Regions from separate parts of the Mus musculus genome. Here all the other regions are linked to region 3. Evidence: chromatin contacts called from public Hi-C and promoter capture Hi-C data. All regions are on one chromosome and are shown on one strand. Each heading gives the region's core, a stretch centred on a gene start, on an enhancer-like site or on the middle of the called end of the contact. The rest is flanking DNA. Distances are from core to core; before and after follow the strand shown. Region 1 holds the start of Nudt3 (nudix (nucleotide diphosphate linked moiety X)-type motif 3). Region 2 holds the start of Fance (Fanconi anemia, complementation group E). Region 3 holds the start of Lmf1 (lipase maturation factor 1).

Region 1 (3,663 bases), core at 406-2,905, 2.0 Mb after region 3:
TTAAACTTGGCCAGACCTAACCACAGCACTGCAGTGAGGCATGTCATTATGCTAATTCCTTTTCCTCCCGCTAACAGCCCAGATCCCATCTGACTTCCCATATGATAATGAAGAAAACAAAGCTTCTAGAACAGCCTTCACCATAGACAGTTTTACCTCACGTATTCCAAAGCCAGCGCATCATTTAAAACTTGACCTTGCTTACTTACAAAGCGCGTCTTTCGGGGACCTTTGGTAATGAAGGAAAGTAACAAAGTATACATTTCCAAAACTCCTGTTTTGCAATCCCTCAACAGCACAAAGAATGCTTTCACGGATTTTCTTCAGGCCGTCATTTCATTTAAATTCCCCCTCCTCCTCCTCCTCTTCCTCCTCCTGAGTATCTACCGGACAGTGATTCCTGGTAGTCCATCCTCCCTTTCATCAGAGCCTTTCATAACTAACGGGTCAAGTTCCTGTCGCCCATTTCAACACGATGCACCGTACTGCAGGCTTGCCACCCCAGCCCACCGCCGAGGGCCGGGATAAAACATACTCAGTTTCACTGCCCTTCATTGTTTTCAAGCGAACTGCCATCTTACCACCATGCACACACACGACAGCAATGTGTCCCCACAGGCATTTTATGAATTTCCAAAGCAGCTATTCTTTGTGGATTTACAAACCACGCGCCTTTCATGAATCTCGCTTCATCACCACAGAAACGGCTTTGTGAAGCCGAAAAAAAAATTTTTTTTTAAGTTCCTTAAGGAAAAAGGAACAAGACTCTAAAACGTTCTATTATCCTAGCTTACCCTACGACTCATCCTATTGGGCACAGCAGAGAAACGTCGGGACAGAGATCTTCATAAATACAGCTTTTGATGGTCGTGAAGTGTTCCGGTCAATATGAATAACAACCTCGACGACAACCGTGTCCAGTGCCCTTTCTTTTCAGGCTCCAACCATACGGACTCAGCAGCTCAACGTTAGAATCGAACGGCTGGCCCCGGCTTGTCGCTGCCAGTGCTCGCCCGCAGCCACCTCCCCTCGGCCAGCAGCAACCCTGCGGGGAGGGAGGGAGGGAGGGAGCGGCCCTCCGCTCCGCCACAAAGGCCGGCCTGCGCCCCATGCACGTGTGCCGAGCGCCGAGCTGCCTAGCCACTGCCCCGGGCGAACGGCGGCCAACCCCCGACGGCCCGCCGCGGGATGGCATCCCGCTGCCCCGGGCCCTCTCCACTCCGCTCCCCACCCCCCCTTCTCCCCAGGAAACCCCGTCGGGCGCCGCCGACCCCCGGCAGGGCGCCTCACCTCCTCCTCGCTCTCGCTGCGGAAGCACAGGCACGCGGCCCGCTTCTTGTAGCCGTCGCCGTCGTAGGTGCGGGTCTGGTTCGACTTGAGCTTCATCATCCTCCGGGCCCGGGTGGGGGGTGCCGTGCGGGGCCTCGGAGTCCAGGGAAGGGGAGCCTGCTGCAGGCGGGCGGCCGCGCGCGCGCGCGCCCCAGGCTCGATCGAGAGGGCGGGGAGGAGGGTCTGTGTGTCCGCTACACGGCTCCGCGGCGGGACAGCCTCATTGCCCCCGGCCCAGGCCCTGCGCCGCCGTCACGGCCGCCGTCGCCACCGCCACCGCCCCCTCTACCGCCGCCGCCCCCGACGACGACCGCGCCGCCATTTTGGACGCGCTGCGTCAGCTGCGTAAGGCACGCGGGCTCGCCGGACGGCCGCGCGTGCGCAGCGCGGACGGCGTTCCGGAATCGCGCCCGGCGCGGGAGAGCGTCTGCACTGAAGGCCGCGGAAGCTGGCGCGGCTGCTACGCAGACAGCGTAGGGCTGGGGATGGCGGAAGCCGGGTGAGGCGCGGCGCGTGGGCACCACCCGCGACCCCACGGTCCCGGGCGCCGCTGGGCAGAGAGCAGGGGCCCGCCCAAGGTCACCGGCTGAGCGGCCCAGCCCGATCCAAGGTCGCGCCGCTCAGATGACAGGGAGAGTGACAGCGCCGCTCTGCTGTCCCTCGCCGCAGACTGTCAACCTTAGCTGCTGGGGATCAGGAGTGGGGCGGGGCGGGGCTGCTCTTTGCGGTCAGTTGGTAGCTGTCTGGACATATGTGCGTCCTGCAGCCATTTGTGCAAAAAAGGCAAAAGCTGCCACTTGCCTGGCGACATGCTTGAGGGACTGGGTTCGAACCTCAGCACTGCAAAAAAGAAAATAAAAAAGGAAGGAAAGAAAAGAGAGAACGCCATCCTCTTAAACAGGAGCAGAAAGGGAGAGACTGTAAGAGTGTGCACAGCACACGTACGTAAATCATGAAATATGGTTTCTGGCCGTGACTATAACACTGGGATGACCCTCTTAGAGGACGTGAAAGTGGGCTACAGCGTTCCTGCAACAAAACGGGCACCATTACCGTGTGCTAAACGTTTAGAAAATTCTGTCAAGATATTCAAGATTTATAAATAAATCCCAAAGCGCACAGCGTACGTTTGTGGGGACAGGTGTGTGCGCCATGATTGCTTCTGTGAGGTCAGAGGGCAACTTAAACGAATCCATTTTCTCCCACCACAGAGGACCAGGAGACTGAATTTAAGTGGTCAGGCCTGGCTGCAAATGACCTTTCTGGGATATCTGACGGGTCCCCGTTACCTGTTTTAATCATCTTGTATGTAGTATACTTCATTAATAATCTAGAGGGGCCCAAGAGATGTGTCAGTTTAAAAGGGCACTGGCCATGGAGCCTGACCACCTGAGCTAGATCCCTGGCACACATAGCGAAAGGAGAGAACCAACTCCCACAAGCTTCACCGCTACATGTGCTCTATGACATATGTGTCCACACATATTCTAACTTCTTTAAAAACTAAATGAAGGGGCTGGAGGGATGGCTCAGTGATTAAGAACACTGGCTGTTCTTCCAGAGGACCCTGATTCAATTCCCAGTATATGGTAGTTCACATGGTACCATACAGAGTAGCTCACAACTGTCTGTTGGCTCCTTCACACAGATATATATACAGCCAAAACACCAATAAAGTAAAAATGTAAAAAGTCTGGCTGAAAAGGTGCCTCAGGGATAGGAGCGCCTGAAAATGTCCAAGTGTCCAGGAAGCAGAAAGCACTGGGCGTTATCAGTAATAGCTAAATACAATTTAAAACTGAAATTTGCCTAGTTTGTATGAAACTCTAGATTCCAAATTAACTAGGCAATGGCAGTAATCCAAGCACTGTGGAGACAGAGGCAGGAAAATCAAGAATTCAAGGCCATCTGTGGTTACACAGCAAGTTTGAGGTTAGCCTAGGCTACATGAAACCCCGTCCCAAAGGGGCTCAGCAGTTAAGAACACTTACTAGTCTTGAAGAAGATCCCAGTCTGGTCCTTAGTACCCATATGAGGTGGCTCCCCACCACCTGTAACTCCAGTCTCAACACCTGGATTCTGTAGGCACTGCACACAGACAGACATAACAAACTAGAATTATGCCTATTGATGCTTCTTGTGGATACTCTTCAGAATTTGAGAGTCCCATTTGATTTATAGCTTCCATAAATGTTGCTTTACCCAGGACCCTTCTTAGTCCCTTGCTGAGCCTGGTGTAACCTTGGTGGGGACAAAGTGACAGGGTTCCTGCCCCTGGGACAGGGCCCCGGTGTGAGCCTTCATGAATGTCAATGACTGCTGTGGACTTAAGGC
Region 2 (3,548 bases), core at 228-2,727, 2.7 Mb after region 3:
TTTCTTTCTTCCTTCCTTTCTTTTTTTCTTTCTTTCTTTTTTTTCTTTTTTTTTTTTTTGTCTTTTTGCCTTTTCTCCCACTTTGTGAAGCAGTAAAGACCTCACCTTTTCCAACTAATTCTTTTGAAATAAATAGTTTGGCTTAGATCAAAATCAGCTCAAAAATGCTGCCATGGGTTCCCATGATAGAGTAGAAAGCCAATGTCCTCTGTGTGACCTCAAGCCTGGTAGCCTCTCTGATCTCCTCTTCAGCCACCCTGCAGCTCCAGGGCCGTTGCCCTGTTTCTTCTCTTCCTGTAGCAACCTCCCTACAGACTCCCTGACCTGGACCTTATTGGGTTCATTTTGCCTGGTCATCCTATTATAAGGCATCTCAATTTATCTCCTTTTTTTTTTTTTTCTTCCTGAAAGTAACTGTCACGGTCAAAATATTTGATAATTTGTGGCTGGGGAGATGTCTTATCAGTTAAGAGGCCATATTGCTGTCTCACAGAGGACTAAGGTTCAGAACACATACATACTATATACACATAGAGATATTTCCCAGCTACACATACACATACGCCCCATACACATGAGTAAAAATAGAAATGTAAAAGGATAGGAACTAGAGAGATGGCTTAGTGGTTAAGAGTGCTAATTGTATTCGTAAAGACTGGGGTTTCTCAGCATGCGCGTGCAGTCTTAACTGCCTATAACTCAAGTTTCAAAGATTTTGATTTTCTCTTCTGACCTTCCAGGTCTCCTGCACACATTTGGCCCACATACATATATATACACACAGGCACACACACACACACACACACACACACACACAGAAAAGGCAAAATGGAAACAGAGTTGGAGGGATGATGGCTCAGCGGTTAAGAGTATTAGCTGCTCTTGCAGAGGACCCCACATGTAAATTTACAGCCGCTAACTCCAGTCCCAGGACATCCCACGCCCTCTTCTGGCCTCCGCGGGCACTAGACATAGTGCATTTACATATATACAAGCAAATCACCCATACGCATAAAATAATTTTTGCTTTTTTTTTTTTTCTCGAGACAGGGTTTCTCTGTATAGCCCTGGCTGTCCTGGAACTCACTCTGTAGACCAGGCTGGCCTCGAACTCAGAAATCCGCCTGCCTCTGCCTCCCGAGTGCTGGGATTAAAGGCGTGCGCCACCACGCCCGGCATAAAATAATTTTTGAAAAGAAACATTTTAAAAAGACGTGGAGAAGGACTAAGATTAGGCAGCAGTATAGTACAGCCGCTCCATCAAGCGCGGATCAGATTGGCTCCAGACGCAGGAACCGGCCCCGCCCCTTCGCGGGCTTCTCGTACTATGCAGGGAGTTAAGTTGCTTCCTGATGCCCTCGCTCCGTCCCCGCTCCGCCCCTCTCCTGGACGCTCTCTTACAGGTCTGGTTAGTTGATGGTCCCGCCCCCTCCCGATGATCACGTCCCTTCCGGCCCCGCCCCGATCGCTAGATCCCGCCCCTTCAGGCTCTACAGGGTGCTCCGGCTTTCCTTGGCTTCGGGAGCTTTGCGCGGCTGGAGTGGCGCTCCGATCCCGCGTGTCCTAGCCGCCGCCCCGCGTCCGCTCTGCGCTGGCGACGCCGGGGTCGGACTCCGTAGCCTCGGCCGGAGCGGCGCCCTGGGCGAGCCTGGAGGCCCCTGCCCGCCTCCTGCTTCAGGCGCTACAGGCAGGGCCTGAGGGTGCGCGGCGCGGGCTAGGGGTTCTGCGCGCCCTCGGCCGCCGCGCGGAGCACTTCCCTTGGGATGGCTTCCTGGAGGCGCTGGGCCACTTAGAGCCCGAGGTGCGGGGCCCCGACGGCCGCCTAGAGCTGTGAGTCCCCGCCCGTGGCCCCCGCCGCCTCCCCCCTGCTTATTTGTGTAGTTGAGGCAGGGTTCCATCTAGCCTAAGTTAGCCTGGAACTCCGGCAGCCATGTCCTCGGTGACAGGATTACAAGTGCGCGTGCCAGCACTGGGCTGAGACACGCATTTTGTCAGGCAGAATTCTAAGTGCAGACTGAGTTTGTTTGCTTTGCTTCCATCTCCAGTTGCTGAGCTGCTGGTGCATGGCTTTAACTCCAGCATTTGGAGGCAGAGGCGAGCATATGTCTCTTGAGTTCCAGGGCAACAGAGTGAGACTCTGTCCTAAGAAGAATAAAAGGCGGGGTGTGGTGGTGCACGCTGGTAATAGCACTACCCAGTAGGCAGAGGCATGAGGATCTTTAAGTTCAAGACCACCCAGGACAACATAGACTCTGCCAAAACACAAATAATGTATCTCTAATACAGATGTTCTTGTCAAGTGGACACCTGTGTTAAAAATACAGGTCATGCCGGGCGTGGGGGCACATGCCTTTAATCGCAGCGCTCGGGAGGCAGAGGGAGGCGGATTTCTGAGTTCCAGGACAGCCAGGGCTATACAGAGAAACCCTGTCTCGAAAAACAAAAATACAGGTCATACAGTGTAGGGTCTGGTTTCAGCGGTCAGGAAGCTGAGACAGGAGGATTGCTTCAAGTTGGAAACCAAGACTGCACAGGCCAAGAAAACTAGAGACTGACAGATCTCTTGTGAGTTTGAGGCCAGCATGGTATACAGAGCGAGTTCCAGGATAGCGAGGGCTACACAGAGAAACCCTATCACAATAAAGGATATATATATATATATATATATATATATATATATATATATATATGTGTGTGTGTGTGTGTGTGTGTGTGTATGTATATATGTATATATGTATGTATGTATGTATATGTATATATACACATATATATCTCCTATATTTTCTATATATATTTCTCTATATTATATATATTTCCTATATTTCCAATATATATTTCTCTATTATCCTCACATGACAGGCACCTTGGTGTGATAATGGCCCTGACACAGGGGGAGGCTTGAAGACATGGTCACTTGGTTCAGGTCACACTGGCTACCTCAGTAGAATCCTAGAGAGCTAAAGTCATGGGACCCTGGGAAGCTCTGGAGGCCAGGGTTGAGAGAGGATATGCCAGCTGTTTGCAGCAGCCGGCCCCTTAGGAGCAGTAAAGGGTGGGATTAAGGGTTGTTATGGGGTTCTTTCTTTCTGCTTCCTGGCTCACTTGCTCTGTGAAGCCCTTTCTGATGCAGGGATCTAAGAACAGGGCCCGTGCATGTCAGGGGTCCCTGACCCCTCCATCCTCAGCGACCCCTGCTTGTTTTGTTTTGGAGACAGAGTCTCATTGTTTAGCTCTGACTGGCCTCAAACTCATAGAGATCTGTCTACCTTAGCTTTGCAAGTGCTGGGATTAAAGGTATGTGCCACCAGACCTGGCCACCTACCCTAGGCAGCTCTCGAAGGTCCTGCCATCCAGTCCCTGCCTGTTGCCTGCCACAGTGTTCAACTCCAGAGCCAGTATGCCCCAACCAGTATGGTGGTACATGCCTGTGATCAGCACTTAGGGTACTAAGGCAGGAGGTTTGAGGGGTTAAGACCAGCCTGGATTACATAGTGAGCCTTCCCCCGCTGCCCCCCAACTCAGAAAACAAAAATCTTTTGTTCTTAGGG
Region 3 (3,685 bases), core at 364-2,863:
TCACACCTGATGGCAGAGCGGTCCTTCCTCTCCTTCTATTCCCTGCATAGCTCTGGCTTCCAGAAATAATTTGAGGAAGTTGTGCCGACTAAAGCTGCCCCCCCCAAAGGTCTCTGCTGGCCCATCCCATGCCTGGCATATGCCAGTGAGGAGAGGCAGGGCTAAGGGTTCCTACTGAAAGATCTGGATGCAGGATACACAGTTCCTTCAGTCTCTAAATTCTTGAGACCTTGGGCAGATGCTGGCCTGTAGGAAGCCTGGCAGGTGGGAAGTATTTGTATTACCTATCACAACATCTGTAATGGGGCATACTCTCAGCTGGGCTCCCAAGGGAGTGCTTCTGAAGAAAAAGAAAAGGAAACTTAAAAAAAAAATACCCAAAGCACGTTGTAGGCTGTATTTCTATGCTAGCACTCTAGTATCAGGAAGCCTGGAGGCCGGGAAGAGTCCCAGCAACAGCACACCAGTCCTTACCCACAAAAGGCTCACTGCTGGTGTAGAGGTATAAATATTAATGGGTTGTTTAACCATGCAAGCATTGGTCATTTATATGTCAAAGCAGCAATCACAAAAAGGAGATGCTAAGGATAAGTTGCAAAAAAAAAAAAAAAAAAAAACCAACCAGTGATAATTCAGAAAGGCACAAGATCTTTAATACATAGAAAGCTCTGAAAGATGGATGGAAAAAAACCCTTGTTCCAGAGAGCCCTGTAGTTGGCATTATAACCACTCTGGCTGTTGATGCCATGTTTAACCATGCAGCATTGGTAACTTATATGTCAAAGCAGCAATCACAAAAAGGAGATGCTAAGGATAAGTTGTTAAAAAACAAACAAACAAACAAACAAACAACAACCAGTGACCCTCCTTTTCTCTGCTGCAGAACGCCTTTCTAGTATCATTTGTGGGCAGTGCTGGAGTGGCACCTAACACGAAAAAGCAGAATTGCTATCAGGCAAGTGGCATGTAATACCAGCATCGAGGGAGGCAGCTCATGAGGACAATTTCTTTGCTGTCATTCTGGGCTTTATAGCTCAAGGCCAGTCTGAGCTATTAAATATAAAGTCAAATATAAAAGCAGCATTTAAGGTGTGTCTCCTTGGGATTCTGCGCATGCTACTGGTGGGTAAATCTGAGTCCTTGATGGTCCAGTGGCCCCATAAATAGCTTGAACACGGTCCTAGATCTTCATAGAGGTGCCACCTGTATACTGAGGTCTCTGGGGACCACAGACAAGGAGATTTAGGAAGAAGAGAAAGCAGGAGGTTCCAGGGCAAATTTCAGGTTTCTTCCTGTCAGTTGTCCTATAGTATAATCTGCGCCTTCCTGGGCAGCGGGCAGCAGAGGAATACAGGATGAAAACCCTGCTCTGCCACGGCCACAGGCCTGGCCTTCCCTGCACATTCGCACCCAGGACACGGCCTGCCGTCACTAGCTCCTTCCCCTGTCGCTTCACTCTCTGCAAATACTGAAGCCACCACGGAGACGCCCACCGCTAGGAGAGACCGCCCAGAGAGGGCGTGGCGCGTGGGCCTTGGCTGCAAGAGGTCCGCGTGTCATCCAGGGGAGCTTGTGTGGCTTTCGGGCTTGTGGGCGTGGCCTCCGCGCGCACCGCCCTTTGTGCTCATGCGCCCAGACAGCCTAGTAATGGCTGCGCCCGAGGGGTCGCTGAGAAAACGGAAGGTCGGGGGTGCGGAGCACAGTCCAGCGTCGCAACCTTCTCTGGCTAGAGATCCCGCAGATTCTCCAGCTCGGCTGCACACGGGCACCTTCTGGCTGACTAGAATCGTGCTCCTGCGGGCCCTCGCTTTCATTTACTGTGAGTGTCCGGTGGGAGCGGGCTGTTGCCGGCATCCTGTGACCTGGTCCCAAACCCTAATTGCTTCCGGACTCCCGTTTGTCCCTCTATAGGCTTCAAGGATCCTGCACTAAAACCATTCTGCCCTTCTGTGAGCTTCCGGACCCCGCCTTCTCACCTCCCACTCAGTGGCTGCTTAAACTTTATGTCAGGTCCCTCCTCGGCGTGTTCCTGGGACCCCACCCCAACCCCTGCCTCTCCACAGCCCCACTTAGCACGTGTAAGAGGCGAAGGCAGTCCCCATGCACTCCCTCTGCCTGCACCCTGGGAATGGCGAGACGATGCTAATTCTATTCCTGTTCCGAAGCCCTAGGGGAGATGACGGTCTTTAGCCTGCAACTTAGACCTAGCCTCGCCCCTTTTGCCTTCTCTCAGTGGGTCCCCCACTGGACCCAAAGGTTGTGCAACAGCTCCAACCTGACCTGCTTGGAAGGGCACCCGGCAGAGGGCCCAAGGATCTAGCCAGATTTCACTGGTAGGCAAGAAGTGAGGTTCAACCAGGTCAGCTCTGGAAGGACTCCAAGGTTCTGCTTAGGCTCTGCAGACCTTTACAGTCCACTGCAGCATCCCATACCTACCTGAGCCTAAAGAGTCTTAGCCTCCTTCACTTCAGGAAAAGCGGAATCAAAGGTACTGGCAGGCAGGCAGGCTGGTGTCCCCCATACACACCGCTTTTTGGTTTTGGTTTTTGTTGTTGTTGGTTTGGTTACTGTTTGTTTGTTTTTTAAAACAGGGTTGCTCTGCATAGTCCTGGCTGCCCTGGAACTTGTTCTGTAGACCAGGCTGGTCTTGAACTCCTCACAGAGATCTGCCTGCCTCTGCCTCCAGAGTGCTGGGATTAAAGGTGTGGACCACTACACTGGGCACTGATGTCCCCTCAGCTCCTGGCCTGTTATTGCTACCCACAGTAGTGGGCCAGGAGATGTCATATAGAACCAGTTCCAAACAACTCACTATAGTGACACCTGAACCCCCAGCTGAGGCTGAGCGCCTGTCTACTCACACTGGGCCTGCCCTGCCTGTGGCCATGAGACGGAGCTCAGGCTTAAAACCTGTGGACATCTGTCTGGTGGGAGTAACTGTGGGTTCCAAATCCTCACCCTAATTCCTAATACCTAGGGGGTGGCCCAGTGACTATGTGGACACTGGTGGCCATGGCCCAGCCTTTTAGTAAGGAAGGCAAAACTGAGTGCTAAGTAAGCCCCAGGGCCCAGGACATGCCAGGCTCGTGCATGGTGTACCTTCGGCATCTTTCAGAAGAGTCATCTTAGACTTTGGGCTGTGTCCATGTGGCTCTCATGTGGAGAGTCAGGCTCATGTGCATTTTTGTGTGACGGACTGGCTACTTCCGGGTGCATTGGAGAACTGGAGTTCTTAACCAAACGGTCCCGTGTGTTTGCCTGCCTGAGTTTCCACTTATTCTCTCTAAAGCGGGTGGAAAAAACTATCTAGGCTTGTGCTGTTTTATCCCATGCAATACTAAGGAATTCTGGGAACGTTGGTACTGACACACTCAGAGCAAGATGAAGGGAATCTACAGGAGGGATAGAATTGGAAGGTACAGTGGCACCTGGTGGCTTTGTGCTGAAGACACTTGGCAGATAGGCTCTTGGGCTCTCGGGTGGGCAATGTCACCTTTGGTCAGTATAGGATCTAGCATTTCAGCTTGACACAAAAGGCTGTGAGCTCAGGCCGGGTGTGGTGGTGCACGCCTTTAATCCCAGCACTCGGGAGGCAGAGGCAGGTGGATTTCTGAGTTCGAGGCCAACCTGGTCTACAGAGTGAATTCCAGGACAGCCAGGGCTATACAGAGAAACCCTGTCTTGT

What was found. A called contact is a pair of places that touch in the nucleus more often than the background predicts. Capture Hi-C pulls out chosen DNA fragments and counts their contacts.
Region 1: a contact with region 3 is called in a Hi-C map of B cells, with 6 read pairs. The contact joins the promoter of Nudt3 here to the promoter of Lmf1 in region 3. A contact is called at or near these places in 1 of 484 Hi-C or Micro-C datasets (B cells) and 2 of 9 other capture datasets (adipose tissue and pancreatic islet).
Region 2: a contact with region 3 is called in a promoter capture Hi-C map of liver, with 2.9 times the contacts expected there. The contact joins the promoter of Fance here to the promoter of Lmf1 in region 3.

The regions. Positions count from the first base shown.
Region 1 is chr17:27,621,797-27,625,459 of GRCm38.p6, forward strand. It overlaps Nudt3 (nudix (nucleotide diphosphate linked moiety X)-type motif 3), which reads right to left and starts at 1,656. Exons shown (of 5, transcript NM_019837.2): 1 at 1,291-1,656. The coding sequence starts at 1,389.
Region 2 is chr17:28,312,053-28,315,600 of GRCm38.p6, forward strand. Fance (Fanconi anemia, complementation group E) reads left to right here and starts at 1,478. Exons shown (of 10, transcript NM_001163819.1): 1 at 1,478-1,830; 2 at 3,547-3,548. The coding sequence starts at 1,592.
Region 3 is chr17:25,577,561-25,581,245 of GRCm38.p6, forward strand. It overlaps Lmf1 (lipase maturation factor 1), which reads left to right and starts at 1,614. Exons shown (of 11, transcript NM_029624.4): 1 at 1,614-1,819. The coding sequence starts at 1,627.